Regions from separate parts of the Pan troglodytes genome. Here region 1 is linked to region 2. Evidence: chromatin contacts called from public Hi-C data. All regions are on one chromosome and are shown on one strand. The core of a region is the stretch at or near the end of the contact, and the rest is flanking DNA. Distances in the headings are between cores, read along the strand shown. Region 1 holds the start of LOC101058359 (phospholipid-transporting ATPase ABCA3-like). Region 2 overlaps DCUN1D3 (defective in cullin neddylation 1 domain containing 3).

Region 1 (5,486 bases), core at 835-3,334, 440 kb after region 2:
CCCACCAAACACACTGTACATGCCCACACACTGCCAGGAGGAAAACATCCTGGTTCAGATTCTCAGCACTGCATTTAGGAATAAAGTCTCGTAGTAACATTAGGCTTTTAGTTTCTTTTTTTTTTTTTTTTTTTTTTACTTTTTGAAACAGAGTCTCACTCTGTCACCCAGGCTGGAGTTGAGTGGCGTGATCTCAGCTCACTGCAACCTCTGCTTCTTGGGTTCAAGCGATTCTCCTGTCTCAGCCTCCCGAGTAGCTTGCATTACAGGAGTGCACCACCACGCTCGGCTAATTTTTCTATTTTTAGTAGAGACAGGGTTTCGCCATGTTGGCCAGGCTGGTCCCAAACTCCTGACCTCAGGTGATCCGCTCGCCTTGGCCTCCGGAAGTGCTGGGATTACAGGCGTGAGCCACTGCACCTGACCACATTAGACTTTTAGAAGGCTCAGGTGTTTTACTTTGGGCAGGTGAACTGGCTAATATTTGTACCCTCAATCATTGCTATGAACTCCACATAATAAGACTAGTTCATGAGGAATAAATCTGCCGAAACCATTAACTATATCATGGATACCAAAGAGATTGGGTTAGCAGGTCACATCTCCTTTTGTATTAACCTCCTCTATCCACCCCTTCAAGTATATAGTTAAGTAAATGTAGCAATATTTTGGTGATTTCAAATGAAGTGTGTAAGATTATTCACCTGTCCTATTATCCTTTCTTGAGTAGTGTCTTAAAACACAAGAACCAAGGGATCCTTAACTGCTACATTCCCAGCAAGGACTGGGGAAAGGTGATGGTAGAAATCTTGCCCTTGTAACATTGCATGTTAAGTAAGAGAGCACTAACGGTGGGGAGTATTTGGGATTCGGGCATTTGGAATGGGAGCCTGGCATTGTTGGGAGGAGCAGCAGCGTTAGGTTACTTTCCAAACACCCCTAGAGTTTAATTGCCTTGATTTCTTCCCCTAAATCCGACTATTAGGCCATGTCCATCAAGAGATGGCCTCCTCTCACTTTCTCAGTTCTCTGTTCTTCCGCCTTCTCACCTCCCCCTTCTGTGCCTTTTGTCCTCCAACATACACTTGATAGGAGTGGGGGAGTGGAGGAGAGGCTTATCTGAGTTGGGGGCTGAAGGGGAGATTGCAATGGTAACTGTGTTTTTATTGCTGCTGTTAAAGGTGTTTGGCATTTTGGAGCAAGCTAAAGAGCAATTTGATTTAGAAGACTATTCCGTCAGTCAGATCACACTGGAACAAGTCTTCCTGACCTTTGCTAACCCAGAGAAATCATCCAGTGATGATGAAAACGAGGTGCCATGAGATTCCCTCTGAAAAAAAAAGAAAAAAAAAAGAAATGCCCTACACGTGAGTCCCAATAAACTCATCTACTCATCAAGCTGGACTGGTCTGAGTCATTCTTTGGTCTGTTGGCTCCTTTCCCAGTTTGGGGCGGAGGATGTTCTATACAGTCCTGGATTTTTCCCCAACCAGGAAGAGAACTCCTTGTCCTGCAGTGTTCCTCTAGCGCCCTCTCCTGACAAAGCTTAACTTCGGAGCTGGAGCAAGTCGTATCCGGCATTGCAGGGGAGAGTGAATTTGGCCTGTGATCGAATCAGAAGCTGCGATTCTAAACAGGAAGTTACACTGGAGGCGAGAATTGGGGTGGGGCGCGCCAAGAGGAGCAAGCATTATAGAACGTGGGGAGCATGAGAAATACACGGAGGTGGAAACGCCGGAGTGGCTGGCGGGTAAAGGCAGCGGGCGCAGATGAAGCGGGCTGGGCGTCCCACGCGCAGAACCGTCCCGGACAGAAGCCGCAGGGGCTGCGCTGGCTGGAAAAAGGAACGCGAGGACAGCGCGCGTGGCGCGGGGTCTGCTCCAGGACGGAATCTTTTGGGTGGCCCGCATGAGGGGTTTGCAGGACCCCCGGCCTTTGGGAAGTTATCTGCTAAACTCCAGTAGACCCTGAGGAGCAGCGGCTCATGAATCTTCTTAAACTTCTGTCTTCAGCGGCTGGGCCAGCTGAAGGTGACCATGACACACGAGGGAGAGAGAAGCCCGCGAGAGGCGGAGAATTGTGGGGTCGTCCAGGAGGGTCGACAAGGCAAAGAACCTGAAGACCACCCAAAAGGGTACCTAAGTGGGGCCCTTTCAGGGACTTGGGGCGTAGGGTAGGTGGGTGAGCGCAAGGGACGAGATGGGTGTGCGCATGGCACGAGGTGGGTGGGAGCATGAGACGAGGTGGGTGGGGCGGTGGGTGAGGTCCCCGCCCCCAGACGGGCTGGCGAGGAAGCAGGGAAGAAGTAACGTTGGGCTGGTGGGGCAACGGGTGGGGCGCACTGGAGCTGCGGGGTAATAGGTGGAACAAACTGGGGACTACACTCGTGGGCGCACGTGCGGAAGAGGGACTGAGGAGGTTCCTGCGTGCTCCCCTCGAGCACCGCCGACAGCTTCACCCGCACCTCCTGCCTTGCGCACCACTGACTCCTACCGCTCCGCGCACTGCGCGCGCTCGGCCCTCGTGCAGCCAGCTCCCGGCCGGGTCCGCGCGAGGGCCAGGCTGCCAACCTGCCCGCGGGCGGTTGGCGGTTGGGGAGGGCGTTGGGAGGAGGAGTCCCGCCGGGTGGACGGGCGCCCTTCAGCGGCGGAGGCGGCGGCGGCAGGGGCGAGGCTTGAGGGTGAGTGGTAGGGAGTCCTGGCGCGTCCTCCTTTTGCCGGCGTCCCCCTGCGCTTGCAGCTGCTGCCCGACGCCCGGGAGGCCGACCCGCTACCCGCGATGGGCGCGCAGAGCCCAAAAGGGCGACCCCCAAACAAAACTCACGCATATAAATCCTCCAGAGACTTCCTCATCCCCCATCCAACACACACACACACCCACACACACATACACACAATCAAATCGAATAGAAGCACTGTTAGGAATTTTATATTGGCTATGCAAAGTGCTTGAACGCACTGACTTTGGAGGCAAATGCCTTGTCCCTAGTCCTGACTAGTCCAGAATTTATTTGCTGTGACCTATGGCAAATTGCTTGGTTTCTCTAAGCCTCCATTTCCTAAGGCTGATATCTGAAAATAACTATAAGAGGAAAAGATGCTATTGTATCCAACTCAGAGGGCGGTCCTGATACTTACATTGCCAGAACATGTTAAGTGTTCCATAAATGGCAGAAGGGGCTGTGGAAGTTCAGTGATTATAGGTAGTTTAATTTGTCTTAGTTTTCCTTTGTGAAAGCGTAAATTGCACCAGAGAAAGTCACATATGTAAGGGATACTTTATGCAAAGCTGTTGTGCTAGGGAAGAGAGACCAGAACTCAGTCTAAACTAACTCTGCTGAAACAAAGTGGGGCAAGGTTTTTAAGCTCTAGGATGAGAGTAGAAAGGTGCTGGAGGGCTGTCGGAAGCATACTGAGTTGTTTGCTGAGTTTACAAGTGTTTCCTCCGTGATTAGGCCAGCTGTGTTTGCTAATTGGCTCTCAGGGAAGTTAGGCTCCTACCCTCCCACAGAAACTGGGAGATAGGGGGACTGTCTTCCTTGATGATTGCATTTCAAAGGAATGGCTCCCAGGTCCTTGACAAAGATGATTCTGGTTTGTAAAACTAGTAAGAGGCTATTAAAAAGAGTTACAGATATCTCAAGACAGAGAAAGAATTTACAGTGAAAAGCTTTCTAAAGAAAATGCTCTGTATTAGTCTGTTTTCACACTGCTGATAAAGACATACCCAAGACTGGGCAATTTACAAAAGAAAGAGGTTTATTGGACTTACAGTTCCACCTGGCTGAGGAGGCCTCACAGTCGTGGCAGAAGGTGAAAGGTACATCTCACATGGTGGCAGACAAGAAAGCTTGTGCAGGGAAACTCCCCATTTGAAAACCATCAGATCTTATGAGACTTACTCACTATCATGAGAAGAGCATGGGAACAACCCATCCCCATGATTCAGTCATCACTCACAGGGTCCCTCCCATAACACGTGGGAATTATGGGAGCTACAAGATGAGATTTGGGTGTGGACACAGAGTCAAACCATATCATGCTCTAAGAAAAGAAAGTTTTGGGCCTAGAGTCAGGAAAAAGCCTTTTCAAGTCAAGCTGAGAACTTTAAGGCTGTCTTGGCTACCGCATTTTATGCAAAGTAGGCAGAAAATTTAAAAGAAACATATATTTAAATACAATTAAGAAAATTACAGTGTTTCAGTTAAAGCAGTTCAGTGCTTTTTAGAAAAGGAGCTGAAATTAAATAGTAAGTATAAATTTAATTCTAATAATTCAGGGCTATGAACCATGTAATTGCTTAATTTCCAATAACTATTTGTTCTTTTGTGACTACAGTTTGGCAGGTTGCCCTAATAATTTTCAGGCATTTTAGGTTCATGCTCCTTCCAACCCTCCTTTTCCCTTACAAGGGTTGCATCCAAGTTATGAGGGATAAGGGTGGGGGGTGTTTCATATTTAGGACCAGGATGTTGATGTGTACTTATTCCTGGCCAGGCTCTTTTGGAGTCAGGACTCTTCTGCTATAAGATCCCCCAAATCTATTTTGGGAATAGTGAAAGGGATGGGATGATGCTGAGGAGCTGCGCTTCGGCATTTCCTTATTGTGCATTATTTCCAATCTGTTGTTTTACCCTGGAAAGGGTCAACTGAAAGAACTGGCTATTGTCTTTGTAGGTATTAAGTATTGCTCTGTCTTCCCTGAGACCAAAAAATAAAAGATTGAATGAGGGATGGTACTGAATTGAAAACTTATGGTTAATATTCCAAAACATTACCCACTAAAAGAGCGAGAGAAAAAAGTTAGTGGGAGAGTGTTTCAGATGATTCCTTCTTCACAGGTTTACCTGTTCCCCCACCTGAAGAGTTAATTAGAAAAACAATACAGGTACATTACATAAAATTCAAACTCTATAGACATACAATTTGTAAAATGTGTAAGTCCCCCATTTTCCACCTCCTGAGGACATACTATCAACAGATCTTCTACCATTTTTCTTTTCTGTACATGTACTTCTTTTCTATACATACATATTTTTCCAAACAATGTGTTTATATCATGTATAATATTTTGCAGTCTATTTTTTCTACCTTAGTAGTATATTATCCTCTCATGACAGTGTATCTATATCTATCCCTTCTTTGTAACAGAGGAACAGGATTTTATTGAAGGTACCGTCATTATTTATGTAATCATTCTTTCTGTTTTCATTTGATCTTACTGTTTTCCAGTGTTATCATGAACATCTTTCTGCCTGAATCTTTGTTTTGCTATGGTTTTGCTTTATGAACTTTGTTTCTAGGTTTGTTTGCTTTTTTTTTTAATAGCCTTTAAGACTTGGATCTGCTGCATAAATTCCTTTAAAGTTTGCAGACGTGTATTGAGTGTATTGATGAGCTGCACTAAGGAGTAAGCACCTGATGTGAAGCCCCCTTCCATGAAAAATCCTTTAAGAATGGCATAGTTGCGAAGTTGGAAGGCTGTAT
Region 2 (5,454 bases), core at 1,080-3,579:
TTGTGGTCATGAAAGAGTCAAGCATTGGCCCAGAGCTACTGCAGAAGCTTGAAATCTTTGCTGAGCATCAAGTACTCAAACTTGAAAGGAACGTGTAAGTCCCTCCCTGACTGCTCCCTTTTCTGGCTTCTCATTTGCAAATGGATCAATATAACCAAAAAATAACTAAATGGCTTTTTTGGTGGGGGATGAGGAGGCTAAATAGTTAATTTAAAAAACAACAAAATACATCCACTCTAGTACATCTAATGCACGGAATGTCTTCTTAAAGGGTGGGGAAGGAACCTAGTTTCTCCAGAGTACTCAGGGTCCTGGGCTGCCTGCCTCTTTTGTGCAGCTTTCTCTGATACACTCTGATCTGGGATGGAAAGGGCCTTATCTGGCCAAGAGCAGCCTGGCTTTTCCCTCAGTCAACCACTACCCAATCCAGAACCGGGGAAAATGAGTTGCAAACTGGCTTAATGAAAAAGCGGTCTTTTTAAAACCTCAGTCTGGGTACCCAGCTACAACTGATCTCACAGAACCTGCTGGGACCCCTGGAGACTTATTCAAGAGTCTTATTTAGCTAGAACAGAAGCCAGGCATCTGGCCCAAGACCCCCTTCAGCTTTCTAGCAGTACTATACCGTGGATGATCTTAAAGTTTCCCATTTGCCCCTCTGAAGGAGGAACTGTCAGGTTTAGGATTTAAAAAAAAAAACAAATTCCAAGTATGTTCCCTATGGTCAATATCAGTTTTAGAAAAATACCAACTGCCAAAACTCTTTAATAATCCTTAAGATGGGAGCCCAGAGCTGTAAGGCTGCTCACAATGAACTCAAAACATGCAATTCCTGCCCAGGCTGAGAAACATACCTGGGACGCAGCAGGGTATTAGGTTAGGGGAGAAACCTCCAAATGTTTAACAGACAAAGTCTCATTACCTCAAGAGTATAAATATTTTTATAAGTTTTTATTTAAAAGATTCCCTTTTTAATCTGTTCCAAAGTGTTGGAAGCTGAACTATACAAGTTCCTGCCACCCATCCTTCCAGTACAGTTTTCTGAGGACATACTTTTTAAATGGAAAAATAACAGGAGGACCCTCTAACTGAAACCAGGTAGGCCCAGAGTGAGCTCCTCAGGCCCCTGTGGCAGCCTGGCCAAAGCTGGCCTTTATGGAGCCAGCGCGTGGAAAAGTCTGGGGAACCGGGGCCCTCCCTCTTGTGAGGAAAGGGCTGAGCAAACTCATGTTCTCTTTAGTGAAATGGTCCAAATTCAGATCCAAAAGCCTCCATTATGGCATTCCCTGGCACTCTTCTTATACTTTATACATTGAAGGCAGCTCCCTCTTTTATGGCCAGTATAAGCAGGCAAAGAAACAAAGGAATATAGATACATATATGTGTATATATATATATTTTATATAGGTAAAATATATACATATTTTATATATGTATATATACATATTTGGGGGTAGGGAAAGGAGAGGAGGGTCATGTAAACCTAAACAGTCATCACATTACCCCAAATGAGCCTGACATTTAACAAAAAGATAATAAATAACTCCTGGGGGTTAAGTGACAACATGGGTGCAGCAAGAAGGGAAAGGGCACAAATTTAACTATTAAATACACTTTGATATTTGTTTGGCAGAGTTCAGGCCAACCCCAGGCTTCTGCCCTTGCCAGACAAGTAAGCTGATGATATTCAAAGAAAAAAATAAAAATATTTAAAAAAAAAAATTCAAGCAGAGCTCCATACCACAGTTTTCCTTCAAGTCAGTTGGCCGGCAGGCAGTTTCCCGACCACCAGGAACAGAAACTTTGGCTCCAAGGCAAATGAAACAAACAAACAAAAAAAAGTATTTCCACTTACAACATGAAAATACAGAAACTTCATCAAAGAAAGAAAACTATCAAAGAAGTCTACTTCCAGCAAAACTGAGGTAGCACTGCTTTCTCCGCATTCAATGCTTAAGTGGTTCTCAGTACAACGTGTTCTTAAAAAATGCTCACTTGACTGACAGGTGCAGCATGTTGACGGAAAAACTCAACATGAAATGCAATAGGTCAAAGAAGGAATGAGCAAGAAGTGAGGGAAATCAGGGTTCTGGATAAATTAGCTTAAAAGGGGGTTGTCACCAGACTACAAATGCTCTTGGCTGGCCTTGGCTCTCCAAGAGCTCTCAATTGCCTGGGAATTAATGCAATGTGGTTAACAGTTAACACTGCTATTCAAATCTGTGTAAATCTTTAAAAATAATTATTACAACCTAAATTCAACCATGTAAACAGCACTACACACAGTACAGACCTGCCCTGAAAAACAATATGCGAAACTGAGATCTGGCACTGTATCATTTTGTAATGTTAATTCAACCTAACAGTCCCATCCCCCCGCCCTGCTCTATGCCCTCCCCTACCAAAAAAAAAAAAAAAAAAAAAAAAAAAAAAAAAAAAAAACAACCTAAATTTGTGCAAGAAATGGCAGGCTTATTCTATCTGAAGGCTTCAAAAAAAGATACACAACATGTAACCAGGTTCAAATATTCTGGGAGATCCCCCCAAAAAGGAAATAACCAAAATAACCAAAAAAATGAAGAAAGTGCCTAAAACATGATACAGCATTTTAGAGCCCTTTCAGATACAAGGCAGAGAAAGGTGTAAAGTAGAAAATATCCGGATCTTCAGTAATTTCCAAAATGGTCCAATTCCTCAGTTGGCTGCAGGGCAGCTGGCAGATCCTTGCTGCTGCTCCTGGGACAGAGCCACTAAGTCTGCTCCTCGGGACACAAGCCCTCGGGCCCTGAGCTGAGTGCACCTCTCCCTTCCCCTTCTCTTTTCCTTCGCTCCATTTCCCACTCCACAAAGGTGTCAAAGAGACTTGGCCAGGCCTCATCTTCACTGTAGTTGCTGAGGTCAGGGCCAATCACCTGAGTGAAGTTAAGGAACATGTTCCAAGTGTCCCGGGAGATGCCCTTGATCCCCGAGGGGTTCTCTGTTAGGAAGTTTAGCCATTGGTCCAATACCGGAGGATTGTTCTGGGTAAAGACTAGTTTCCACAGGGCAATGGCTATTTCCCGATGCAGTGACCGCTGCCCTTCTTCAGAGTCCAGGCCAAACTGAAATGTAAACCGGTAGAGATCCTTGAATTTATCCTCTTGTTTGGCTTCTGTTAAGAGGCTAGGGAACCGTGCACAGATTCCGTCAATGCTGTCTGCACTTATTGCTTTGCAGCCATCAAAAAACTCCTTCCTGCAACAGAAAGGAAAAGGACAATTAATAATTATAAACTATACTATTTACAGGCAATATACATAGTGATTAAGAGCAAGGCTTTCAGGCCAGATGGTCTGAATTTGAATTCTAACTCCTCCAACTAATTAGTCCTATTTCCTTACTTGTCAAATGGTAAAAATACCACCTTACTTCATAGGGTTTTGGTGAGGACTAAACAAATTACTATTCTGCTTCTAACAGTGCCTGGCACACGGTTGGCAGCTGATAATGGTTCATTTATTCATTCATTCATCTTCCCAAAGCTAAACTCAAGTCTCCTGCTCCCTGCCCTGTTTCCCGCTCTGCAATAGCGATTAAGCTGCGGATTCTTTCTCCTTCCAGAGGAGGAGGCTTCCTGTTTCCCTTCTGATTCTCTATGGGTTGTTTGTTTGGGGTATATTTTTAGTGATTGCCAAGGGAGACTTCTGGAGCCAAGGATTCTGAACCTGGGTAATTCTACCACCAGAGATCAAAATTATATTATTAAAAAACAAAAATTACGTATGTATTTTTAACATCTATACAACTCTTTCAGCTTACAGCATGGTCTCGCATTGATCGTCTTCTCAGGGACTGTAGTATCTGCTGAAGAGGTGAGGCCTCTGAGGTCTGGAGGGTAACCTTCCTGGGGTGGGGGGCATGCAAACTACAAATTGTATGGCTAGGCCTCACAGTCAGTTCTTATTCATAACCCCGTGCTCTACAAACCACATTCTATAGGGACATATGACCAGAACAATATGCACAGCTACTGCTTAGTAACTGAGGCCAACTGACCTTATTATACACAGGCCTGGCTGAGGGCAGGCAACATGCTAAGTACTAGAAAGGGCAAGTGGCTTCATGGAGGGAGAGAGGCATATCCCCTCCCCAGAGGCACTTATTATATTGGTACTCACAGTGCCTGGCACATGCTGGGCATACAATAAATATCGAGTGAGTGAACTGACATGTAAAGGAGTAAAAGAAAAGAAAGGTCCAAGACAGCAGTGGGGCCGAGCAGCAACTTGGCCACCTGGCTCACCCTGGCTTATTTCTCATTTAAGGCAAAGATGAGCAGTGCCCAGTTACTCAGAAGCTGCCAAATAATGCTATGATAGGCCTGAAATTTGACCTATGAATTAGGCAAAGGCGTTATTCTGCAAAAAAAAAAAGAAAAAGAAAAAAAAAAAACCATAGCATACACATTAGAACCAGACATGAATCTTTATCAAAATCCAAATGCCTGGGCCTTCCCTGCTGAGATTCCTATTCAGTAGGTCTGCTGCAGAGCCAGGGAGATATATTTTAAACCCTTAGAGTCCAGAGGGGCTTCTCAGCATCATAACCACAACTTGGCTCAAAACATTCAAGCTTTAGAGAACCTGATCAGAAAAATAAAAACTTACCCAAAACCCTATGAAGCCAACCCAGTCCTATCCTAGCTGGGCACCACTGCCCAATGCTGTTCTCTTTCCTCCACTGCTCACCTGGTGACATAAAGTGTTTGTGACTAACCTGGTGAATTTGCACATGGTTGCAGCCTGGAACTTCCAAGCCAAGAGCAGCACTCGAAATTCTGTGGGGTCAACACACAGGTCATTGCAAAAGCGCTCCATGCCTTCCTCCAAAATTGCATCTTCCCGCTCATCCTTGTAGCGCCTGAACAGTTCTTCCAATCTTTGCAAGGAAGACTCCTCAGCATTGGACTTGGACTCCCTCCCAGCATCTCCCGAGGACGTCGGCAGCTGGCAGGCCTCAGTGGCAGCCTCGGCCTTCTTGGTCCCGTTGACGAGGATATCTCCACCTGGCTTGCCACAGGGTGGTACCTGCTCCTCACGGTGGCCTGCACCCCGCCTGCTGTGTGACTTGTTGCTGGGGTCACGGTCTCCATTTTTGCTGCCCAGGGTCGATGAGGGATTCTTACACTTGGTGACACACTGGCCCATGGTGCTGGTGGCCTGGCCTCTAGAGTGGACCCCTCTGGATTGGATGCCCTCGCTGCCGCTGGCCCATGTACCTCAACATGCCATCAGCCAGAGGAGCCAGCCAACCTGGAAGGAAATTAGAAAGCCATCACCTCTGGGTGGGGGAAATGGGGTATGGACCCTACCTTCTAGGGTGCACACTGGTTCACCGCTCTATTTCCATGAGCCAACAACGAACCATGGGAGAGACCCTGAGTTCATCATCCCCTTCACAGGCCAGCTCTGTAAC

Evidence for each region. A called contact is a pair of places that touch in the nucleus more often than the background predicts.
Region 1: a Hi-C map of induced pluripotent stem cells shows a contact between it and region 2, with 2.1 times the contacts expected there. The contact joins the promoter of LOC101058359 here to the enhancer-like site in region 2. A contact is called at or near these places in 2 of 7 Hi-C or Micro-C datasets (induced pluripotent stem cells and stem cell-derived neural progenitor cells) and 1 of 1 datasets of contacts at active chromatin or transcription factors (stem cell-derived excitatory neurons).

Annotation. Positions count from the first base shown.
Region 1 is chr18:23,870,845-23,876,330 of NHGRI_mPanTro3-v2.0_pri, forward strand. LOC101058359 (phospholipid-transporting ATPase ABCA3-like) reads left to right here and starts at 2,085. Exons shown (of 10, transcript XM_063796836.1): 1 at 2,085-2,173.
Region 2 is chr18:23,426,697-23,432,150 of NHGRI_mPanTro3-v2.0_pri, forward strand. DCUN1D3 (defective in cullin neddylation 1 domain containing 3) reads right to left here. Exons shown (of 3, transcript XM_001158932.4): 2 at 4,756-5,291; 3 at 1-3,234. The coding sequence starts at 5,186. The coding sequence ends at 2,751. Among named protein-coding and RNA genes, the nearest start is that of LYRM1, 40 kb to the right of the region's middle. Within about 2 kb of position 2,330, at least 5 of the 24 cell types and tissues checked have an H3K27ac peak or open chromatin away from gene starts, as enhancers often do. A contact at or near this core is called in induced pluripotent stem cells, where this site is marked.